5 separate regions of the Mus musculus genome follow, and all the other regions are linked to region 1. The links are chromatin contacts, called in public HiChIP or PLAC-seq and promoter capture Hi-C maps. All regions are on one chromosome and are shown on one strand. The core of a region is the stretch at or near the end of the contact, and the rest is flanking DNA. Distances in the headings are between cores, read along the strand shown.

Evidence for each region. Promoter capture Hi-C pulls out the DNA fragments that hold promoters and counts their contacts. HiChIP or PLAC-seq counts read pairs in DNA pulled down with a chosen protein or histone mark. Capture Hi-C pulls out chosen DNA fragments and counts their contacts.
Region 2: an HNF4G HiChIP or PLAC-seq map of pancreatic cancer cells shows a contact between it and region 1. The contact joins the promoter of Prss8 here to the promoter of Fbrs in region 1. A contact is called at or near these places in 1 of 484 Hi-C or Micro-C datasets (embryonic stem cells), 5 of 115 datasets of contacts at active chromatin or transcription factors (bone marrow-derived dendritic cells, embryonic stem cells, memory CD8 T cells and 2 more) and 1 of 9 other capture datasets (pancreatic islet).
Region 3: a promoter capture Hi-C map of liver shows a contact between it and region 1, with 2.3 times the contacts expected there. The contact joins the promoter of Kif22 here to the promoter of Fbrs in region 1. A contact is called at or near these places in 2 of 39 promoter capture datasets (liver and pre-B cells), 1 of 484 Hi-C or Micro-C datasets (erythroblasts) and 1 of 115 datasets of contacts at active chromatin or transcription factors (bone marrow-derived macrophages).
Region 4: a promoter capture Hi-C map of adipose tissue shows a contact between it and region 1. The contact joins the promoter of Hsd3b7 here to the promoter of Fbrs in region 1. A contact is called at or near these places in 1 of 115 datasets of contacts at active chromatin or transcription factors (hepatocytes) and 1 of 9 other capture datasets (adipose tissue).
Region 5: a contact with region 1 is called in an H3K27ac HiChIP or PLAC-seq map of regulatory T cell precursor, with 4 times the contacts expected there. The contact joins the promoter of Septin1 here to the promoter of Fbrs in region 1. A contact is called at or near these places in 7 of 39 promoter capture datasets (the C10 cell line, embryonic stem cells, hippocampal neurons and 3 more), 16 of 484 Hi-C or Micro-C datasets (CD8 T cells, the MNK3 cell line, Sertoli cells and 9 more), 20 of 115 datasets of contacts at active chromatin or transcription factors (the SCID.adh cell line, Th17 cells, bone marrow-derived dendritic cells and 14 more) and 3 of 9 other capture datasets (adipose tissue, liver and pancreatic islet).

Annotation. Positions count from the first base shown.
Region 1 is chr7:127,477,562-127,480,380 of GRCm38.p6, forward strand. Fbrs (fibrosin) reads left to right here and starts at 1,397. Exons shown (of 18, transcript NM_010183.2): 1 at 1,397-2,084; 2 at 2,375-2,554. The coding sequence starts at 1,638.
Region 2 is chr7:127,928,739-127,931,557 of GRCm38.p6, forward strand. It overlaps Prss8 (protease, serine 8 (prostasin)), which reads right to left and starts at 1,375. Exons shown (of 6, transcript NM_133351.3): 1 at 1,060-1,375; 2 at 819-836. The coding sequence starts at 1,144.
Region 3 is chr7:127,041,025-127,043,843 of GRCm38.p6, forward strand. It overlaps Kif22 (kinesin family member 22), which reads right to left and starts at 1,396. Exons shown (of 14, transcript NM_145588.1): 1 at 1,320-1,396. The coding sequence starts at 1,377.
Region 4 is chr7:127,799,223-127,802,041 of GRCm38.p6, forward strand. Hsd3b7 (hydroxy-delta-5-steroid dehydrogenase, 3 beta- and steroid delta-isomerase 7) reads left to right here and starts at 1,387. Exons shown (of 7, transcript NM_133943.2): 1 at 1,387-1,492; 2 at 1,853-2,024; 3 at 2,239-2,394; 4 at 2,612-2,720; 5 at 2,792-2,819. The coding sequence starts at 1,859. It overlaps Setd1a (SET domain containing 1A), which reads left to right. Exons shown (of 19, transcript NM_178029.3): 18 at 1-6; 19 at 84-900. The coding sequence ends at 257.
Region 5 is chr7:127,216,986-127,219,804 of GRCm38.p6, forward strand. It overlaps Septin1 (septin 1), which reads right to left and starts at 1,460. Exons shown (of 11, transcript NM_017461.2): 1 at 1,422-1,460; 2 at 1,156-1,246; 3 at 986-1,072; 4 at 634-757; 5 at 1-50. The coding sequence starts at 1,424.

The DNA.
Region 1 (2,819 bases), core at 147-2,646:
AAAATGGATCGGAGAGCAAATATTTACCTCGGAACTCATTACCAAGTGAATTAATGTGAGAGAGTACTTCGCACTGGAGTGCAAAGTGTTTATTATTGTTGAGCACAGGAAGGGACGGCCACTGGGAGCTTGGTCTCCGCCCCACCTCTGACTCTCGCGGATCGTGCTTGGGTTTTCTGAGACGCCACGGTAGACAGATCCGCCCAAAGACGGGCAGAAGGCATTAGCGCCATGCGCTTGCGCGAAATACCAACAGGCAAAAAGGCAGCCACTACACACCAGAAAAGCGCACCTAGGACAGCCTAACGCCTACCAGTGGCCTGCTGCCTACCACTCCAGGCACCACCTCCCAGTGCCTCGCACTGTCTCTCAGTAGATGGCCAATAAACAGAGAGCAGGAAGAGGCGGGTGGCCTAAGGAACTGCTCCAAACACCTACTTCGGACCAGTCCAGTCACAAGACCTGGGGAGGGCGGGGCTAACCTGACAACCCAATCCCACATTTGAAGGCTGTTACGTCCGGCACTCCGGCGACTTTGACTCCGCCCTTTGCATTGACGTTTACTTGCCAACCTATAAACGACTGAGCCTCGGAGGGAGGGGGAAGGAGGCGGAGAGAGGAAGGAGGCGTTGGCTGAGGAGGAAGAGGGAGGAGGGGCAGGGAAGTTCTGGTGGAGAAGAGCCGTAGACGCCGAAGAAGACAACAGGAGGATACGGCGGAGTTCCTCACTGTCCAGTGGCCTTTCCGGATCCTTCTAGCTACAAGCCGGTTAGGAACGGAGGAAAGGAGGAAGAGTCTTTTATGTCGGAGGACAGAGAGAGAAGCTCTATCCGTCACCGTTGCCTCACATCCGGGACTTTGGACGGCAGGCTCCGCCCCCTTGCACCTTTCAAGGCTACGGGAGGCGGAGACCTCGTTAAATCTCCTTAAAGGGGTGGGTACCGAACTCGGCCGACTCCAACGCCAGTCTTAAAGGGGACAGCAGAAGCTGACAAACAACTCCTGCTGGAAGAATTGGGGCAAGTGGAGTTTTCCTACCTCCTGCCCCACGCAAGAAGTTCATTAAATTCATCTTAAAGGGGAAGTGACAGCCTGTGAAGGGCTAGAAACTTAGCTACGCTCTCTAAAAAGGGACGACTCGCTGTTTGAAGGCCTCTGGACTCTTTAAAGGGGTGGCCTCTTTCAGCCGGAGGACTTGAGACACTTTTAAAGGGGAAGTCGTGCTTTCCGCCCCTTTTAAAGGGGTGGTCCTTCCTCTTCCTCTGGGAGACTTGCCTCGACCCCTGGCACGGGGCCGCCACCGCACTAGACCAGCCGGACACGGTGGAGTCGTCTTAAAGGGGCCGGGGGCTGGACAATTTGAGGCCTCGCCTTAAAGGGACGGCCGCCCAGTTTTAGTCGTCGCGGCCCCGCCAGCCCTACAGGGGGGGCCTTCAGGCTTGTCGCCCCGGGGGCGGCGCCGGCTCTCTGGGCCTTGGCCTTGGGGCAAGCCAGAGGCCAGCGGATCCTGTTTTAAAGAGGAAGCCGGAGCTCTCCCGTCCCTGTGCAAGCGCCAGCGCCGCGCTCGCGACCCGGGGCCTGTGGACAGGCCGCTTCGGGCCCCGCCGCCTCCGGATGCGGCGCTGAGGGCCGTCACCATGGAGACGGCCGCGGCCCCAGGCCCGGGCTGGGCAGCTGAAGGGGAGCGGCGACGGAGACGCTGCTCGCGGCGAGACCGTGATCGGGAGCAGCGGCGCCGCCGAGGTCCAGGCGGTGACGCGCCCCGGGCCTTGTTGGCCGCCCCGCGAGGCTCTTCATCCTCCTCGTCACCGCCGCCGCCCGCCCGTCCCTGGTCGTCAGCTTCATCTGGAGAGCGGCCTGGGGGCCTACGACGGCGGCGGCCCCGACCCAGGCCTCGACCCCCGAGACCGCGAGCTCGGAAGCGGCCTGCCGGTTCGGGCAGCCGCGGAGAGGAAGAGGACGAGGAGGAAGAGGGGGGCGCAGACGACGGAGAAGCCGAGGAGGAGCCTGAGGAGGAGGAAGAGGAGGAAGACCTGATCGATGGTTTTGCCATCGCTAGCTTTGCCAGCCTTGAGGCCTTGCAGGTGTGCCCTAATGGGATTTGGGGGTCTTTGGGAGGTGGGTCAGAAGGGCAGAGAGAAGGGTATAGCCCTTACAGAGGATGGGGTTGAGGGGGCAGTGGTGACACCCCAAACCAGAGCAACCGGCTCCTCTTGCCGGGTTTCTGCCCCACCCTGGGGTGGGAGGAGGTAGAGCTAGTGTCTGGGGACTACCTAGGTTCCCCTGCTTGAGAGGCACTTGAGTAACTTGGTCACCCTTAGAGAGTTAAGGAGCTTTTCTTTCTCCAACCACATTTCCACCACCTCTTCTACAGAAGGATGCATCTCTTCAGCCCCCAGAACGACTGGAACATCGGCTGAAGCATTCTGGGAAACGGAAGAGGGGGGGCTCCAGTGGGGCCACTGGGGAACCAGGGGACAGCTCAGACCGTGAGCCTGGCCGACCCTCTGGGGATAGGCCCCGTAAATGGCCCAATAAGCGAAGAAGGAAAGAGGTGAGCATGTCCCAGATTCCAGTCCTTCCAATTTGTTCAGTCGGAATATATCATTCCTGTAGACTGACTTCCCACGAGCATCACAACTGCCGATCCCAGCAGTAATCCTAGTGTCTAGGAGCACAGGGGAAGGCAGAACAAATTGGACAGCAGCCCCATCTCCAATCCAGGTCTGAAGGACCTAACTAGAGTCAAACTCACTTGCTTTTGCTTGTGCTATGTATACTACTAACAAGCTGATAATTCAAGAGATACATCAAAGACA
Region 2 (2,819 bases), core at 125-2,624, 450 kb after region 1:
CTTTCTCCACTAGGCTAGAGAGCCATCCGGGCACAGCCCCTCCATGGCATGTTTGGATCAGCCGGCTAGGTCACAGGTGTCGCTCTCAGCTTCCAGGGCCCTCTCCACAGAGTCCAGGCTGGCTGACACCTGTTCTCATGCCTATGACTGTTCCAACTGCACCAACCTGAGCGTTACCTAGAGACACACCTGTTTCCACCCTCTCCCCATCTGCTGAGCACAGGAGAACTAGGGGTGTGATTGAACATTGCAAGGAAATTGGATTCCTCAGGTTGGGGACCTGAGCCGCTCCCCCCACCCCCCAAGCTAGCAGTAGGCAGAGAAAACACCTAGCTAGATTCTTCCTTCATTCCCTCACAATCCTGACAATGGCTACTACTCAGACTGCAGCTGAGGCGCATCTAGGCTCCAAGGGGCTTTCACTTCCCAATCTCCCGGTCTTCCTCACAGCCCTAGAAGAACAGAACTGAACAGCTTTTCAAGGCAAAGAAACTGGAGCTTTGAAAGATAAGGAGACAAGGCTACTAGATAGTTATGCTCAGACCGGAAACCAGTCTACACTGGAGCTGATCTTCTCAGAGCCACCTCCCCTACCCACACTGAGAGTCAGGCTTCGATTATGCCCGCGGACAGCTCACTGCATCTCTTTACCTCAGTTTCCTCATAAAACAAGAGCCAAGATTCCATACACTCAGAGCTGTTGGGACACTTAGTGTGGCTAAGTGCAAGCCCAGCTAGGCGACAAGTGTTCCTACAACCCGCCAGGGGACACCGAGCCGCTGTGCCCTCACTCCCCCAACTCCCGCAGAAAGCCTCACCTTCAGTCCCGTCAGCTCCTGGAGGGAAAGAAAGAGAGAGGAGTTGGCAGGGAGGCCTGAGTCCCCAGAGCCCTTCACGCCAACCGCTTCCCCATAGGGTGATTCCTTGTTTGGGGGACTAACAAGAGAAGAGGGGAAGACGGTAGGAACACGGAGATTCGCGAATTCAGTCTACACGGGGACCAGCCTGCTCTCACCGGGGCTCCTTCTCCAACCCTCCCTCCCGCGGATCCATACTTACGGATTCCCGACTGGAGCAATCCGAGAAGGAGCAGAATGGTCACAGCTTCCAGCTGCCCAAGTCCCAGGCCCACCCTTAGGGCCATGGCCTAGGACAAGGGCCCCCCGAAGGAGCCCCTAGGTAGAAAGGGAAGAACCAGAAGGCTGGTTTTGAAGGCAGGATCTAGGTGTGGGATCAGAGTGAGGAATCCCAGGATCTAGGCTGGGAAGGTGAAGCAGGCTTCTCGGCAGAAAATGGCCAGGGGGAAGACGGGACACACCTTTAGTCTCTCTGCAGTGACCAGCGTGGACCTGTTCTGCCTTACAATTTGGTCAACAGAGACCTCTCCAGGCACTTCAGGAGCCAACCACCTGTGGGCTCCTCCCTCAGCCACGCCCTCCTCCTCCTCCTCGGAAAGCAGGCTTTTTTTTTTCCTGCTTCTGGCCTCTGTGGTCCTTTCCTGGATCCTTTCGCAGTGGGTGCTTTTGATACAGGAAAACTGATCCTGGACAGTCAGAAAGCAGTCCCAGGCAGGACTGGGAACCCTAAGGGCCAGCCAAGTACCCCAGGTCTTATTGGTCACTCAGTTATCACCCCCCCTCCCCCCACTCCTAGTCCCCTCTTCCCCGACAACCTGGCCTGGTCTAGACCTTATTAAGGTAGGGCCACAGCCGCTGCTCAGCCCTTCCCATCCCTCCTCAGGCCAGGTATCTAAAACTAGCATGGGGGAATGCCCCAGGCCAAAGCCATTCGTGGCAGGCCCTCTGTAGAAACACCTTCCTGCAGGTGTTGAGCACGGCTGGCTATTGACAATCATCCGGTAAGTATTTGCTAAGTACCTATCTGTGCACCCGGCACAAGTGGCAGACTGTACCATCTATGACCTCCTTAAGATGATGATGAAGTGGGGATGTCAGACTCGAATCAAGTAACAAAAGGCAATTATTGATTAATCATTTCAAATTAGGAGCTGTGATATAGACCCAATTAGTGGGACTCTCAACTGCACAGTAGCTGCAGGGCTCGTGGAAGAACAACGCTGGGAACCAAATCCTCAGAGGGCATGGAAAGATGCCAACCAAACAACACTGGCAAAGTTAGGCCAGGTGTGGTGGCACGTGTCTTTAAAGCCAGTTGTGCTTTGTCCCACGGAGGCACAGGCAGGCAGATGTCTGTGAGTTTGAGGCTAGACTGGTCTACATAGCAAATTCTAGGATAGCCAAGGCTACATAGAGAAAAATCTCTAAAAAAAAAAAAAAAAAAAGCCGGATGTGGTGGCACACTCCTTTAATCCCAGCAGCACTCAGGAGGCAGAGGCAGGGGGATTTCTGAGTTCGAGGCCAGCCTGGTCTACAAAGTGAGTTCCAGGACAGCCAGGGCTATACCGAGAAACCCTGTCTTGGAAAAAAAAAAGAATAAATAAATAAATAAATAAAGACAAAGCCGGGGTGTTGTGAAGTAGGTAGGGTAGGAGTTCAGGGAAAGGCCTAGGGAAGGCTCGGTGGTAAAGCAATTCCCACGTGCAGGCCCATAAAAACCCAGGTTCCGATCCCTGGCTTTCTGTAAAGTGTGAGTGTGGCGGTTCACAGCTGCAACCCCAGGACAGTCCTGGGTGGGAGTCAGCAGACCCTGGGGCTTTGCTGCCCAGCCAGTCTAGGCGAACCAGCAAGGTCCAGGTTCATGAAACCCTGCCTCAAGACAGGCTGGAGAGCAGCAGCCTCAGAGTTTGCTTGTGCTGGTGCATGCATGTGTGTGTACACATGAGTAACAGGGCACAGGAG
Region 3 (2,819 bases), core at 146-2,645, 440 kb before region 1:
AGGGTTTCTCTGTGTAGCCCTGGCTGTCCTGGAACCCACTCTGTAGACCAGGCTGGCCTTGAACTGAGATCCACCTGCCTCTGCCTCTTGAGTTCTGGGATTAAAGGTGTGCGCCACCACTCAGCTTCCAATTACCATTTCTTAATAAAGATTTCTCAAAATACCCAAAGGTTTGTTTCAGATTCTACACTACAAGTTTATGCTTTTCTACCAATGTATTTCCTCATACTACATTTGTTTATGGGACTATTTGAAAATGATTGTAATTTCTTGGAAAGGGCTAACAGTCTTTCAGCACTTTAACGTTTACTACATACCAAGCACCCTGGGTCTCAGAGTCTGTATTCGGACATAACTGTCAAGGGCAGAGGCATTACAGTGTAACTACCTGAGTGTGAATTTAGATTCCCAATATTTACTAGTTGTGCTATCTTGAAGAAGCTATCTACCCCATTTATGCCTGCTTCCTCTTGTCAAAACACAAGTACAGGGGGCTGGTGAGCCTTAGAAATTGAGTGCCTATTAGTTTTCTAGAGGTTCTGAGTTTGGTTCCCAGGGTCCACATCTGGTGGCTCACAGCTGCCAGTAACTCCAGCTTTAGAGGGTCCAACACTTCTGGCTTCTGCGGAGATCCACACATAGGTGGCACACATTGATAAAATTAAAGCTTTTTGTTAAAGACAGGGCATTAACAGTCATGACCTCAGAGCTCTGTACAACATTAAACGGTTCATCACAAAATGCTTGCAGCACTGCCTGGCTGAGGCGTTCTCCTAAAGGTCTGCCTCCCCCAAAGCCAAACAAACAGGCCAGATTTCGGCCTATAGAAAGAGGAAAGACACGCATACGCAAATCGTCTTAGGAAAGATTTGGAATCTCCTGGCAGCCAGCCTTTTCACCAGGAAAACAGCATCCGGTTCCAAGGCTGGAGGGAAAGGATTTTCCTTTGCCGTGTGATCTCACACAGCCTTCAGTCGGAGTGGGATCTCTGAACAGACAGACAGACAGACAGACAGATAAAGAGGCTCTTCGCTGCTCAGTCTTTACAGACGGGTGGCTGCCCGGCTTTACAGATGACACAAATTGAAGCGCACACATTAGCGCTCAGGCTCTAGACAGGAGCTGGAGCCTCGGCAGGGTCTCAACCCCCTCTACACCGCCGAAGGCAGCGAATAGAGGACAGGGTGCGGTGGCGCCCACCTCCACGCCCGCCAGCCAGCGTCCCCTCGCCCTTCCGCCCCGCGCCGGCTGGATTTTCCGGGACCACTGCTACTCTGTAAGTCTCACGCAGTGGTGCTCCCTCCTCCCGGCCCGCGTACCTGAGGTGGCCGACGCCATCTCCCGTCGCTGCGGACACGTCTTAGCCCTTAAGCTCATAGCCTTCCCTTCTTCGGCCCGCTTCTCTCTTTTGAATTACCGGGGCCCCGCCTCCCTCTCAGATTCGACCAATCGCAGCTACGTGCCGCCGGAAGTTTCGGTTCTAATTTACCGTAATTCCGCCGTCTCGGGCTCACTTCCGGTCTCGAAAGCAAAATATTCCCAGGGATAGGGCCCTGGAGTCTGTCACTAAATGGTCAGTAACTGAGGTCCCTGCACTTTCAGGCTTTTGAATTGCCAGGTTGGAATTGGCTAAATGCAGACTTTCGCCCGACTTTTCCTTCTCAGCTTTTCTTCTGAAAGCACTTGATTGATTCTATATTCAAAGTTCCCAGCTCTGAATACAATTTTTGCCTTTTGGAGCGGACAGAATCTCTTTGTAGCCCTGGCTGTCCTGGTGTGAGAAGGCAAAAAGTTCCTCTTTGAACTTGACTCCCCCACCACCACCCCTTTTTTTTTTCTTACTGTGGGAAAGTTCCCAGCCCTGTTTTAGAATCTTGGGACAAAATGCCCCCAGCTAATTGCATGCGTTTGGCTTCTGTTAAACTGCTTGCTTTCCTTTGCCCTGCAACTGCCAAACAGGATGTAGTTTTTGTGTGCTCTTTACCTTTAAAAGCTTCTGTAAAATGCAGTTGAGACTGCTTTGTGAGGAGTTTCTTTCCAGGAATTTTCTAGCGACTTAATACAGATTGTCAAACCAGACTTTGGTGGTCTTTGGGTCTCTAACTAGCAACATTGTAACTCACTATGTAGACCAGGCTGGGTTTAAACTAACAAAGACCTGCGCTCTTCTGCCCTGGAAGCTGCAACACTTTGCCATCTAACCATGAAGGACCACAGTGAGACAGATTATCTTTAGGTAGCCCTGGCTGTCCCAGAATGGTGTAGACTAAACTGGACTCAAACTCACAGAGACCTGTCTGTCTTTGCCTTCCTGGTGCTGGGACTAAAGACAGGAATCAAAGTTGTGTGTCACTACACCCAGCTAAATTCAAAGATATTGACTAGCACAATTTACAGGTCTAGAATGAGACGGCATTTCACACAATCAAGAACTGATTGGTCACAGTCTAGTGACTTAAGGTTAACTTCATTACCATGGAAATGGAAACTGGACTGTTTGACATTTTGGTTATTACTTCTAAATTCTTTTTTTTTTTTTTTCCTTTCTTTTTCTTCTTCGAGACAGGATTTCCTCTGTATAGCCCTGGCTGTCCTGAAACTCACTCTGTAGACCAGGCTGACCTTGAACTCAGAAATCTGCCTGCTTCTGCTTCCAAAATGCTGGGATTAAAGGTGTGCACCACCACTGCCCGTCTTACTTCTGAATTCTTAAAAGCAAACTTTCAGTTTGATATGTAAAAACTTTGCACCACTCTGAATGTTTTGTTGTTGCTGTTATTTATTTATTTAGAGATGGGGGTCTCTCTAAGTGGCCCTGG
Region 4 (2,819 bases), core at 137-2,636, 320 kb after region 1:
TGCACGGTGCGCTCAGGGCTGGGCCGGGGCTGGGCTGGGCAGGGGTGAGGTGGGGCTGTGGCTTACACTCCCACCTCCTGCAGCCCAACTGCTATGCGAAGGTGATCACCATTGAGTCTCAGAAAAAGATTGTCATCTACTCGAAGCAGCCCATCGGCGTGGATGAGGAGATCACCTACGACTACAAGTTCCCACTAGAAGACAACAAGATTCCGTGTCTGTGCGGCACTGAAAGTTGCCGTGGCTCCCTCAACTGAGGTGGGGCAGGACCGGTGCCCTCACCCCTATTTATTCCCCCTTGGTGCCCTAAGCTCCCAGCACCCCAGCCTTATTGGGCTCAGCAGGGCCCACTGCCCCCACCTTCACGTGGGATAGGGAGCACTGAGGCCAACAAGGGAGCCTCAGTCCTTTGAGGCATCTGCTGCCTCCCCTATGCCCCATGCCCAAACACCCTCTTAATTTTTTTTTCTTTGCGAAGAAGAAGCTGTAAATGTTTTGTAGCTGCCAGCAGCTGTTTCCTGTGGAAACCTGGGGTACCAGCCTGTATAGATGCTATTCTTGGGGGCTGCATAGCCCTTTGCTTCATGTTAATGGGGACTTCCCCTTCTGCCCTATGTGCACCCCGCCCCAGTTTAGGGGTCTCTGGGGCAGTGGCCATGTTCTCCCCCTGGGGGGGCCTTTGGCCCCTAGTCCTGGGAACTCTGTGCCTGGAACCCTGCCTCATCTGTTCCTGCCAGACCCTGTGGGTCACCCTCCCACCCTGGTGTCTCAGGGCTCTGGCTCAGTGGGCCAGGATGGTGGGGGGCAGGCCCTTCTTGTTGGGCTGGATTGTACATAATGTTAATAGTGAAACCCAACACCACATTTTTATAATTGTGATTAAACTTTATTGTACAAAAATGCTTGGTCAGTATCTTTGGGAAGAGCAGACTGGGATGCAAGTTGCCACAGTGGGTGAAGCAGGAGAGAGGGGGAATGGGTGGCTTTGAGTTTGGGGTGAATCAACCTGCAGACCGCAGTGCTGCTTTGGACCAACCACCTAGATACAACAAACATGCCAGATCTGTCTCACTATGGATGCTAGCCAGAATTATGTCAAGATCAGGTTTACCCTGCTCTCCCTCCCAGAACCATAGCTGGTGCTGGGCCTTCAGCCTACTGGGAGACCCAGCAGGAGGGACAAACATATCAGTGATGGGGGCATCCCTTCCCTACCCTATTATCCTGAAATACACTACCAAATGGGCAGGTTCTGTCCTTTGCCTGCCACTGAAGAGTGGACTGGCCACCAGGGGGCACTCTGGCAAGAAAATTCCCTCCAAACCCCCTTGCCCGCCCCTAGGGGTGGAGGCTAGGCTGGTCTCCTTCCTGGAATGGGTCAGGAGGGAGGAGCGAGCGGAAGGAAGGAAGCCTATGTACATCTAGCTGGTCCACCAGTCCAGGACACAACCTCCTCCAGTGGCCAGTTTGTGCGCCCTGGGACTTACTACAGGTAGGCAGAGCTGATACTGAGGCCCAGCTGGCCTGCCTTTTAGCCTGCGCCCTTCCAACCTCCCTATTCAACTCCTTGCTTTCTCTGCCTGTCCTTTAGTAATCTAGTCTTTTTTTTTTTTTTTTTTTTTCCCCCCACCCGCCTCAATCCCTCCCATTCTGCATCCAATTCTAGTGACTCAGCAGTTAGGGTCAGAGGGCAGGGAGCCTTAGTGCTACAGGCACAGAAAACTGCAACCCACCCCTGCTACTCAGCCTCTCCACCCACACTGCTCCCACCTAATGATCCCTTCTATGAAGAACACATGGTTGGAGCAGGTGCTACCAGGCAATTCTAGTGAGCTAAATTCTCTTCCCACAGCTGGGCATGGCAGACTCTGCACAGGTGCCAACACTGGTATACCTGGTCACAGGTGGCTGCGGCTTCCTGGGGGAACATATTGTTCGGATGCTGCTGGAACGGGAGCCCAGGCTCCGGGAGCTGCGTGTCTTTGACCTGCACCTGAGTTCTTGGCTGGAGGAGCTGAAAGCAGGTGACTGGAGTGGGGCAGTAGCAGGAGGTAGGGAGGCCCCATCCCTTCCCAGACTGGGATACCTCAGCTTATGGAAAAGATGATTCCTGTTTGTTCTCCACCAGACAGAGGGGCCGGGTGAGTCATTGGTTCATGTGGCTTCCAGGGTGTGGACAGGCCAAACTCAGCAGCTGGCTAAGGCCCCAGCTCTGACACTGCCTCGGGTCTCCACCAGGGCCTGTGCAGGTGACTGCCATCCAGGGGGATGTGACTCAGGCCCATGAGGTGGCAGCAGCCATGTCTGGATCACATGTGGTCATCCATACAGCTGGGTTGGTGGATGTGTTTGGGAAGGCCAGTCCAAAGACCATCCACAAAGTCAACGTGCAGGGTGAGCTGCTACCTACCTGTTGGCCCCTAGTGTGTGGCCTGCCTCTGACCAGTGATTTTTATGGGAGGGCCTGTCCTTTTTGATAACCTTGTCCATTTACTGCTGTCGAACCCTGTCCTGACCTGATGCGGTTCTCCTTGGACACTGGGGGGGGGGGGGGGGCAGAAGGAGTGAGAGGCGGGAAGACACAGCTTGCGTCTGTCCCTTTCCTCCATAGGCACACAGAATGTGATTGATGCTTGTGTGCAGACTGGCACTCAGTACCTGGTCTACACGAGCAGCATGGAAGTGGTGGGGCCTAACATCAAGGGCCACCCCTTCTACAGGTGAGCTCAGCCCCACTTAATCTTAGAGCCCATTTCCCTCCAGCACTCAGTCTTCTTTCTCCCCTCTCCAGGGGCAATGAAGATACCCCATATGAGGCA
Region 5 (2,819 bases), core at 210-2,709, 260 kb before region 1:
TGAGGTATTGCTCAAACTGCTCCTCAATGAAGCGAACCACAGGCAGCCAGCTGGTGTGTGGGAAGGAGATAGATAGTCCGAGATCACAGGCCAGGGGACAAGATGAAGCTAACCAGGACTGTGCAGTCCCAAGTCATTTCTTTGCTCCTAACCAAAGCCATCAGGGACAGCTGGCCACAGTACATGAGACATCAGAATGTGGTGGCTGCACACCTGTAATCTCAGCACTCAGGAAGCTGAGGCAGGAGGATTGTCACATTTGAGGCCACCATGGCCTACATAGTGAGTTCCAGGCCAGCTAGGGCTAATGTGACACCATGGCTAAAAACAAAAACAAGCCACAACAACAACAAAAGCATCGAACAAACCAGGCATGCATATATATACCTGTAATCTCAGGAGGAGGACTTTGAGTTTCAGGCCAGTCTGGGCTACACAGTGAATTTGAGGTCCCTGAGCTACATAGAAAAACCTTATCTCAAAACAAGAAACACTGGATACTTTGGGCTAGATTGTTACCAGAAACAGGTGCCCCCTTTTGGGTCAAGGGGCTGTGACAAGCCAGCCCTACAACTGACCTCTGGTTTTCCATAATGGAAGAAAGGCTTAGCTCCTGCCCCTCCCCCTTCTCACCAGTCTGAGCAGTCCACAGAGTCCCCAAAGCCAGGCGTGTCCACCAAGGTCAACTTCACCTTGATACCTCCCTCCTCAATCTCCACACCCCGGCGCTCAATGGTCAGAGTTTGTGCCGTGCGAGCTATGGGGACAGAGAATTGGCTGCGTAGGGCTCTGAAGCAGGGCTCCATTCCCACATGTGTTTTCAGGGGAGGAAACCATCTCAGAGAAAACCAGAGGCCACCAAAGTCCCCAGATAGAAAGAAAAAGAATGCAGCCTGATAACACAGGAAGAGGCCAGGGACAGCACAGAGGGAAGCCAGGACAGCAGTGGGGATGGGAAGCCTGTGGAGACTCGGGGTAGATTTACCACTGGCATCTGGCACCTGCCGATCCTCGTAGAGGTTGGTGAGGAACAAGCTGTTGATGAGGGTGGATTTCCCCAGGCCTGACTCCCCTGTGTACGGGACAGGCCCACTGGTCAGACAGGAGGATGGCCATGATCTCATAAGTACATCACCCCCTCCAGAACCCACAGACCTGCCACCATGAGTGTGAAGTCAAACCCCTTCTTGACAGACTTGCGATGCAGCTGGTTGGGCAGGGCAGCAAAGCCCACATATTCCTTGTCCTGTGGGGGTAAAGGGAGACAATATGAGGTTCTTGGACATGGCAGGGAGTGCCCCAGTACCACCTGAGCCCAAAAGCTAGTAAGGCCACTTACTGTGGGTTAACTTTGAACTGGGGACCCTCGAGGGAGAGAGCTGGCCCTGAATGACTAGATTCCTGGGCCCCCGAGAACTCACCATGGCTCTGCTGGTTGTCGCTTGCACCTGGTGTTGCTCCCCACTTCCTCTGGTGGGGCAGGAAGTTGAACGGTGTCAAACAAAGGGGGGGGGGTGGAGTGAGGGGGCAGTGCAGGAAGCTGAGCTGCTTAGAGAGAGGTGAGAACCCATGCCCATCCCTTTTCTTTTAGTCCAAAGATTTTATTCTTTGCGCACACAAGTAGAGGCCAGAACAGGGCATTGGATCCCCTGGACCTGGAGTCACAGGGAGCTGAGCATTGCCTGGCATAGACAGAGGGAGCTGAGTTTGGGTCCTCTGTAAGAGTGGCACCCTCTGAATTGATAAGCCCCGATGCATCTCTTCCCGCCACCTTATATACAGCTTCAGCCCCTTCATTCTCCACATGGCTTTATGATGAGACTTACCATGGCCCTCATCATCATGGTGAGAGGTGGGTATGGACAGAAAGAAAGGAAGCAAGATGTTCTCCTTAGCAAGTCTGATAAGAGTTGAGCAAGATGATTTGCAAAAAGTAAAAAAAAAGTTCCCAGGGTGTGAGCGAACATAAAAACCACGATAGAATTGGAGGTAGGTGACTAACAGTTCCAGGCTCAGGCTATGGGTTCTTTTTGAGGGTCTTAGTGCTTGGATTGAACTCAAGTCATGGGTACTGCTGTGCTCAACTCCACTATACTCCCAGCTCCCAATGGATTTTGGACATTTTGACACAGGACTGTCAAAGGTCTTGCTGTCTATCCAGTCAGGCCTTGAATCAGCCTCCTGAAAGCTAGGACTCCAGGCCCACGTGTACCTCCATTACAGCTGTCTTGCTTTTGAGACTGGATCTCCTGGAAGCCTAGGCTGGCTTCAAACTCACTTTGTTGTCAGAATGACCTTCAGCTCTTGATCTACTATGCCTTGTCCCTGGCTGTCCAGGGCTGGGATTACAGGTGTGTGCAGACCTGGTATTTGGTCACAACTATCAGAAAGGCTTTCAAGATCCAGACCCAGGAAGTCACAGCTCAAACTCTTGAGAGCTGCTCCCCCAACGCCCCTAGCCCCTCTACATCAGAATGCAGTCTGCACTCTAGTCTTCTAGTCTTGGGAAGCAAGGTTTGTTTGTCCCTCTTTGCCTGATGGCCTCTCTCTCTCTCTCTCTCTCTCTCACACACACACACACACACACACACACACACACACACACACACACACACACACACACGAGTGATCTGTCTTCACAAACACCCAGAAGGGAGAATCAGATCCCATTACAGATGGTTGCTAGGAATTGAACTCAGGACCTCTGGGAGAGCAGTCAGTGCTGTTAACCAATAGGCCATCTCTCAAGGCTTTTATTTATTTATTTTTACGATTTATTTATTTATTATATGTAAGTACACTATAGTTGTTCTCAGACA